2 separate regions of the Mus musculus genome follow, and region 1 is linked to region 2. The links are chromatin contacts, called in public HiChIP or PLAC-seq maps. All regions are on one chromosome and are shown on one strand. The core of a region is the stretch at or near the end of the contact, and the rest is flanking DNA. Distances in the headings are between cores, read along the strand shown.

What was found. HiChIP or PLAC-seq counts read pairs in DNA pulled down with a chosen protein or histone mark.
Region 1: a contact with region 2 is called in an H3K4me3 HiChIP or PLAC-seq map of embryonic forebrain, with 4 times the contacts expected there. The contact joins the promoter of BB283400 here to the enhancer-like site in region 2. A contact is called at or near these places in 7 of 39 promoter capture datasets (the 3T3-L1 cell line, the HPC-7 cell line, cranial neural crest and 4 more) and 8 of 115 datasets of contacts at active chromatin or transcription factors (bone marrow-derived dendritic cells, bone marrow-derived macrophages, craniofacial prominence and 5 more).

Annotation. Positions count from the first base shown.
Region 1 is chr6:30,175,038-30,179,044 of GRCm38.p6, reverse strand. It overlaps BB283400 (expressed sequence BB283400), which reads right to left and starts at 2,422. Exons shown (of 1, transcript NR_038124.1): 1 at 999-2,422. Gm31221 (a long non-coding RNA gene) reads right to left here and starts at 890. Exons shown (of 3, transcript XR_377385.2): 1 at 673-890.
Region 2 is chr6:29,812,461-29,816,826 of GRCm38.p6, reverse strand. The region is part of intron 1 of Ahcyl2 (S-adenosylhomocysteine hydrolase-like 2); the gene reads right to left. Among named protein-coding and RNA genes, the nearest start is that of Ahcyl2, 46 kb to the right of the region's middle. Within about 2 kb of position 2,061, at least 57 of the 459 cell types and tissues checked have an H3K27ac peak or open chromatin away from gene starts, as enhancers often do. A contact at or near this core is called in embryonic basal ganglia, embryonic forebrain and liver, where this site is marked.

The sequences.
Region 1 (4,007 bases), core at 1,173-3,672, 360 kb before region 2:
AAAAAAAGCATTTGCATGGTTTGGAGGCAAATTATTCAGCACAATTAAATTGTGCTTTGGATCCCTCACTTAGCAGGCAGAGGCAGGTGGATCTCTGTGAGTTCGAGGCCAGCCTAGTGTACAGAGCGAGTTCCAGGACAGCCAAGGAAACACAGAGAAACCCTGTCTCGGAAAAAACAAAACCAACCAACCAACCAAACAAACAAACAAACAAACAGAAGACAGAAACAAAGCAAAAATTCTGCTTTGGAGTTAGGGAGTGAAACCTGGAACAGAGCCAAAGCCTTATCTAGGTCATCGACCTTTGGATAATCTGTTGAAGGGCTCAGGGGGGGCCAATACCCCAAGAACTGCAAACATTAACTGAGTCAGGGGTTCTGAGCCTTGGACCGGGGAACTCTGAACTTGATACATGGCGGGTATGCTTCCCTCCTCTAGGTGCAGAGGATGCTAAAGGGTCGCAGGGAGGGAGTGGGGGCAGGGAGATGTCAGTCATATAGGTCTTTTCCGTGTGTTTGTGTGTGTGTGTGTGTGTGTGTGTGTGTGCACGCGCGCGCGCGCCCCAACCCCAGCTGAGCAACGTAACAGATGTCCCCTGCAGGGCCAAGCCCCATCAGTTGCACATCCTCCCCATTTCGGAAACAGGTACGGAGGTTTTCCAGTCTATTTTACCGACAAGGCAGCCGGTTAAAGGCGGTCTTCTCTCCTCGCCGGCCTTGGCCTGTGGTGACTCCGGTTAGAAATTCTTTGGGAATGATGCTCAAGAGATGTTCAATAAAGCGGAGATGTAGCTCAGGCAGGCAGTCTCCAGATAGAGGGAAGAGTGAGACCAGAGCTACAAAGCCACGGGGTTCCCTAGCTTCTCTCCCATCCCCCACCCCTTGTTTGGGGCGACGGTTCCGGAACGGTAACTGTTCAGAGAGCTATGGCAGCCTCAGTCCGGTGGTCTGCAACTGGACTCTCGGGTGCCACTCCTCCAAGACCGCAAAACAGTTTTGTTTTTTTTAAACAACCAACTTTTGAGTTTAATTTGTAATTAAAAGGTCATAGATAGACAATTCGCTTGGTACAGTCTAGAAAAACACAAGAAAAAAATCACAAAAACATCAAGAAAAAAAACGTTAAAATTCTTCCATTTTCTTTAGAACATGAAAAGGTGACGTTAAAACACACCTCATCCGTTCATAATTTTTTTTTTCACAAACACGAACCGATGTGTCCTTTGTATGTTTCATTGAATGCCCAGATAATTCCCAAGATATGGCTACATATCTATCCTATTCAGCTGATTTAAATGAATGCTCTAACTAACTAACTAACGCATCGGGCAACAGGAACTCGATATGCATTCCAGGCTGGCCTTAACCTGGGATCCTCTTGCTGCAGCCGCCCTGAGGCAGAGTCTACAGGTGTGCGCCTCCAGCCCGGCTTCGTGTTCTTTTGAGAGCGACGTGAGGCTCTCCTTCCATTTGTGGGCGTGTTTCATTCTTTCAGGCTGGTCACCTCCGCGCCTTCCGCAGCTGGAGGGTTTCTCCTGAGCTCCAGCAGAGACTCCCAGGATTCTGCAGCCTCTCGGAGAGAAACTCCCAGAGGCACAAACACAGCCCTTGGAGGCAGCGAGTTACTCGGGTTTTGAAACAGCCCTTTGAGAGTCCATCCATGAGCATCTAGATACTACAGCAACGCCTCACCCTTAGAGCTGGGGCCCATTCTGGGCCAACACAGTAAGCCCACATCCCCATGAATGGCCCTGTGGAAAAAGGGAAGGGAGATTTCCCAGGAGTCTGAGAAACCATGGCAGAACCAGGGTGCAGGGTCTTGCAAGAGGTAGATTTATTTTTATTTTTATTTGTTTTTTTCGAGACAGGGTTTCTCTGTGTAGCCCTGGCTGTCCTGGGCTACACACTTTGTAGACCAGGCTGGCCTCGAACTCATAAATCTGCCTGCCTCTGCTTCCCAAGTGCTGGGATTAAAGGCGTGTGCCACCACCGCCCGGCAAGAGGTAGAATTTATGTTTTCCATTTTTGCAAATGGAAAAACCAAAGCTCATAGAGGTGAAGAGAATCTGGCAATTGTGTCTTCATATGATAAGCAGATCACAGCCGCTTTGAGCATTCCAGAAAGATATATATCAAAAACAAAACAACAACCCAAAAAACCCAAAAACAAAAACCCCCAAAACAACAACAACAAAAACCACGGCTGGAGGGAGCACAGGACCAAACTGAAAGCACGAGGCCCCCACTGTTCCTAAGAGCCCAAGAAGTGGGTTGGTCTCGGGGCTTGTAGTCCGCACAGCAACCCTATCCCCGAGGCTGATACATATTAGTGGAAAGGGAGATGGAACCTGAGGACTAACTCCTCACTCAACATTTTCGGCACAACTGGGGCTAACACGAGGGAGTGAGAGGTTGGGATTAGGTAGATTGCACAGGGCAGAGGTTGGGGAAGAATAATGGACACGCTGAGAGATGCTAGGAACGCTGAGTCTACGTGCCCTGCCTGGCACAGGGCGTGCTGGCCACTCAGTACCCCACGGGCCTAGGGACCAGGTAAGGCTCTGAGGTTCAAGAGCCTAAGCACAAGATCTTGTAGGCGTGGGGGCGTGGGGGCGTGGGGGTGGGGTGAGGCGTAAGTAAGGCCCCTTCTAAACCGTGATCCAGGGTCGGGAAGCAAACTACATGTCTCTAACAGCTCGGCTCTGGCCCGAGAGGGTCGTTGTCCTCTGGAAGGGAGGGATCTCTGTATCTGTAGGTGGGGAATACCGCAGCTCGTAGGCACAAGTTGGAAGGGTAGGATACTTGCATGCAGCCTTGGGTACACTCGGCGGGCCAGCAAAGTAAGGATCTGGGTTCGTCCGAGCTCTTCACCGACCGGAGCCCCGGGCTGTAAGCGATCTGGGATATCGGGTCCCTGGGGACCGCCCCCTCACCACTCCGGTCCAGCTCCAGTTACTGGTCGAGCCTGCTACCTAAAATATGTATGAGGACCTTGCGGGTGCAATTTCACGGCCCCTCCTAGAGTGAGGCTGGGGGGTCTCAGGGTGAGAAGGGAGCTGCGCGGGCAGCAAGCGACGCTGGCTCTTGGGCGGGGGCTGTCTCGACTTTCAACAGAGCATTTAAGAAAGGTAGAAACCGGATCCATCTCACCCGCGCCCCCGCCCTTCGAGTCCGACGGCGGGACCCCGCAGCCGAGCGGCTAGCTTTCCGTTCTGCGGTGTCTGGTTCTCGACAGCAGGTGAATGGGCCCAGGCGAGGCGCGGGGGGGCGGGGCGTACGCTATAAAGGGGCGCGGCAGGACTAGGGGGTCACTCGCAGCCGGTGTGGCCTGCGCGTCCGAGCACACAGAGCTGTGACCGCCTGGTGCCGGACAGGCCTAGGGACCAGGTAGGGCGTGAGTGGAGATGCCGGCCGGCAGTGAGGTTCAGGGCCACAGGGATGGAAAGGGAAGGAGGCGGGACAGGGAGGGTTAATGTAGAGTCACCACACCCCCCTGAGGTCTGTCGGGTCGTGCCCTGCTCTTCCTGTTCGGTTCTGGTGCATCACGTCCCATCCCCAACTGTGCTGGGAGAGGGACAAGCGGGTCCTGGCCTTCCTGCCTTGGGGTGGGTCTTGCCTCCGGAGCCATCTGTCTGTAACATCCATGGCTGAAGCAGGTCTTGCCCAGGAGCTGAGTATCTAGAAGGGTTCGTATCTGCAGCGTCATTCTCGGACCCTGGCAGACAGCAGGGGAGGGAGGAATCCAGGGGCTCGGTTCCCCTAATCCATTTACTTCGCTTGAGCTCAAGGTTTTCAGTCTCAGCGCAAGGGCCCTTTAGTTTGGTGGGAACATCAGCTAAGCCCCACCCCACCCCCACACCCGGTTTTAGAGGCTTCTAGGCGGTCAGACCTGCCCGGATTCATTGGGAGAACTAGGAGCTAAAAGGGAGGAAGGCGGATTAACGTTTTATTTTAATCTGGTTTTGAACTGTGGTTGCCGTCTGGGGCAGCCGGGCGCGGCAGGGAATG
Region 2 (4,366 bases), core at 812-3,311:
TGAGTGCTGCGCAGGTGTACCAGGATACAGGTGAATCCAATTTGGTGGAGATTTGCCCCTGCTGCCCTGATTAGCTGAAGCCTCGTGACTGGCGAGGGTGCGTGGCCTGCGGTGCGTGGATGAGAGAGAGTATAAAAGGAGTGAGAGGCCCAGGGTTCGGGGGAGATATAAACAAGAAGAATCAGGACTGAATAAACTGCTGTTAGAAGGACTGGTGTCGCGTCGTTCTTGCTGGTCGAGAGCGGGTGCGACAGAAGGCCCATTGCCTAACATGGCCTTGACCTTGAGATTCTATTGCCTTGGCTTTCTGTGGCTGCATACAATGCAAACCACTAAAAAGGGTCTTAAGTAACTATTTTAGGATAATCAGACCTTTTTCCTTGGTGCTTCTGGTGTTTTGTTGTTGTTGCTATTGGTTTTTTTTTTAAAGATTTATTTATTTGTATGCAAGTACACTGTAGCTGTCTTCAGACACTCCAGAAGAGGGAGTCAGTTCTCGTTATGGATGGTTGTGAGCCACCATGTGGTTGCTGGGATTTGAACTCCGGACCTTCAGAAGAGCAGTCTGGAAGAGCAGTCGGGTGCTCTTACCCACTGAGCCATCTCACCAGCCCGTTGCTATTGTTTATGTATGTTTGTGTGTGTGTGTGCGTGTGTTTGTATGGTTCCTTAAGTGTGAGGGGGCACCTACCCCAACATGAGCAGGATGTCAAATGTTTTCCCCATCATCCTAGACCCTACTGCCTTGACACAGGGTCTCTCAATGAACTGGATGCTCACTGTTTTAGATTATGCTAACTGGTTGGCTCTAATGTTCTGCCTGTTTCTGCCCCACAATGCCAGGAAGGGTTATCGGCATATGAAGTCATGCCCCAGCTTTCTATGTGAAAACTCATGGTCCTCTTGCTTACAGAGCAAGCACTCTTACTAAGCCATGTCCCCAGGCCTATTTTGTTTTTTCTTCTTGAGACAGGGTCACACTGTGTGAGCCATGCAGGCCTCAAATCCACTGTAATCACCCTTCCTCAGCCTCCTGCAAGCTAAGAGTTAAGATCTGCGCCATGATGCCAGGCTAATCAATAACCATTTAAAAAGAATCACAAGGGATTTGCATTGCATGAAACTCCTAGCAAAGCCAGCCACTGTTTGTGAAAGGAATGAAGCAAGATCAGCCTAATCAAAGACAATGTTGAGTTTTACCAGGGTATAGGGGGCCTCTCCAGCATGCCTTCATTTTTAAGGTAATAATTGAAATACTGTAATTTTTTTTAAAGCAGGGTCTCACTATAAACCATTTGCTGGGCTGGAATTTTTCTACATATATCAGGCTGGCTTTGAACAAACAGAGATCCAATTGCCTCTGTTTCCCCAGAGCTGAGATTATAGGTAGGTGCCATTATATCTGGTCTGTGACTGATTTCTATTAATATTTATATACTAACTATATTCCCACTGTGTACTGTGTGTTTGTTTACCTTTCGGTTAGCTTTATGTGTTCGTGACAGGGTCATGTTATGTAGTGGTGACTTGCCTGGAGCTACCATGCAGATGAGGCTGACCTACAACCTGCAAGAATGCTCACACTTCTTGCCTGCTCACTACTGGGAATACAGGCTATACCACTATGCTCAACATGGTTTTCTCTTTCTGTACGGTGAAATAAAATCCTTGAGTCAGCTTATAAACTAAAACCTGAAGAAATATCAAGCACTGCCTACACAAAGACTCATTATATAATCTATATAATGTCCCCTTCTGCCTACTTTTCAGCTTCGAAATCTAGGCTTCTCTTTAAGATACTACAGAACTGGTGAGGAGCATTCCCTGAATTTACTTAGTTGTTCTGTTCTGTTCTGTTCTCCAATCTAAAGACATGGACTGACTCAGATGCAGCATTTTTAAAGCTGCTGCTTTGCAATGTGCATCCCTCATAAAACCTTAATCACAGTGAATTTAGTTAAATCCTTGAAAACCAGATTGTACTGGCTTCACACAGCAAGTCTGGCTGCTCGGCTTAAATTCCCCAGGGACAAGAGAGAAGCTCTACTCTATTATGAAACCAGCTTGCCTAATCCAATTCCCTTTCAGGGAAAGAGGTCAAGGAGAATAACTGCTGTGCCGTTTTTCAATGCTTCCTTCCAAGAAATGACTGTGATTGACAGATGCTATTTCTTTGAGTTTCAATGGCATACTGCCAAGATCAACTAAGTGTTTCTTGGTTATAAGAACAATATCATTCACCAAGCCACATGATGTGTCAGTCATATTTTTTTACATTAGTGAATTTTCTAAGTTTCAAAGCTCACACACACATGTACCATTAGAAACCTGAACATATGTGATCTTCATTTATAGTCTTGGAAACTACAACATATGACTTATCACACGCAAGTTGACAGGTTTACACTCTAACTTAGCTGACCTAAGTCCTATGAAGTGCAATCTTCTTAGTATGCCTACTTATCCCATTAACTGCCTTGTCGTACTGAAACACTAACAGAAAGTTACCCTGTTCCGTTTAACAGCTACAGCAATATAACAGACAGAGACACATGCGGTATAATAGAAAGAACGAGACTTGGAGACAGAGATGTCTTCAAATCATAGTCCTGTCACTTAAGATTTGAGACAGGTATGTGTTCTTATTACATGTTGAAGCATCTTCTGGGTATATGCCCAGGAATGGTACAGCTGGGTCCTCAGGTAATACTATGTCCAATTTTCTGAGGAACTGCCAAATTAAAAACAATGAATTCATCACATTCTTAGGCAAATGGATGAAACTAGAATATATCATCCTGTGTGAGGTAACCCAATCACAAAAGAACACACATGGTATACACTCACTGATAAGTGGATATTAGCCCAGAAGCTCAGAATACCCAAGATACAACTCATAGACCAAATGAAGCTCAAGAAGAAGGAAGACCAAAGTATGGATACTTCAAGCCTTTCTTAGAAGGGGGAACAAAATACCCATGGGAGGAGATACAGAGACAAAGTATGGCGCAGAGACTGAAGAAAAGGCCATCCGGAGACTGTCCCACTTGGGGATTCACCCCAAATACAGTCACCAAACCCAACAAGTTGGATGCCAACAAGTGCTTGCTGACAGGAGCCTGATACAGCTGTCTCTTGAGAGGCTCTGCCAGTGCCTGACAAATACAGAGGCGGATGCTCTCAGCTAACCACTAGACTGAGCACAAAGTTCCCAATGGAAGAGCTAGAGAAAGGACTGAAGGAGCTGAAGGAGCTTGCAGCCCCAGAGGAGGAACAACCATATGAACCAACCAGTACCCCCAGAGCTCCCAGGGACTAAACCACCAACCAAAGAGTACACATGGAGGGACACATGGCTCCAGCTGCATATGTAGCAGAGGATGGCCTTGTTGGACATCAATGGGAAGAGAGGCCCTTGGTTTTGTGAAGGATCGATGCCCCAGTGTAGAGGAATGCCAGGACAGGGAAGCAGGAGTAGGTGGGTTGGTGAGCAGGGGGAGGGGGAAAGGGATAGGGGGTTTTCAAAGAGAAAACCAGGAAAGGGGATAACATTTGAAATGTAAACAAAGAAAATATCTAATTAAAAAAGGGGGGGTGGGGGGAGGGACTTTTGGGATAGCATTTCAAATGTAAATGAAGAAAATATCTAAGAAAAAAAAGAAAAAGAAAAGGATGTGCAAAGTATTTGCATTAAAAAACAAAGATTTGAAACAGGCTAATTAACCCCAAATTTTTATGTATAAACCTGATAGGCCATCTACCTCATAGAATTCTAATAATTAAATAAGTTAACACATGTTAAAAGTGTAATGCATAAGTCACTAAAGTGTTAATTTTTTCCCATGCCATGGTCCAAAACACACTACCACCCTCTAAAGAATCGTGATTTCAGTGACCTCTAAAAATTAAGGATTAGGGAAATTGGAGCACAAACACTTTCCTGGCATCTCTCTCAGACATGTGGGGTTTGTTGGCTGCCAGTCTAAAGAGCAGCTTTTAGAGATGCAGTCAAACCAATTAAGTATAAAATAGAAAAAGGCAAATGTGTCCAAGTAAATAACATTTACCATGTGCACACAAAGTAATTGTTCTACCAACTGAACATCTATTTGAATTCAGCTAGAACAAACTATTCAGTTTCCAAAAAAAAAAAAAAAAAAAAAGAATAAGTGAAATAACCATTCCTTTCTTACAAAATGACTGGGTAGATGCATACACTGTAGAATCATGTTAACTGAAATGATCCTTCTCCATTACTACCACACAACACAATACAGTCAAGACTTTTCATAAACAGCAAATGAGGAATCATTCTGACAATGGCTTAGTTCCTAAAAGTGAATTAATATTATTAAGTTAATTGTGA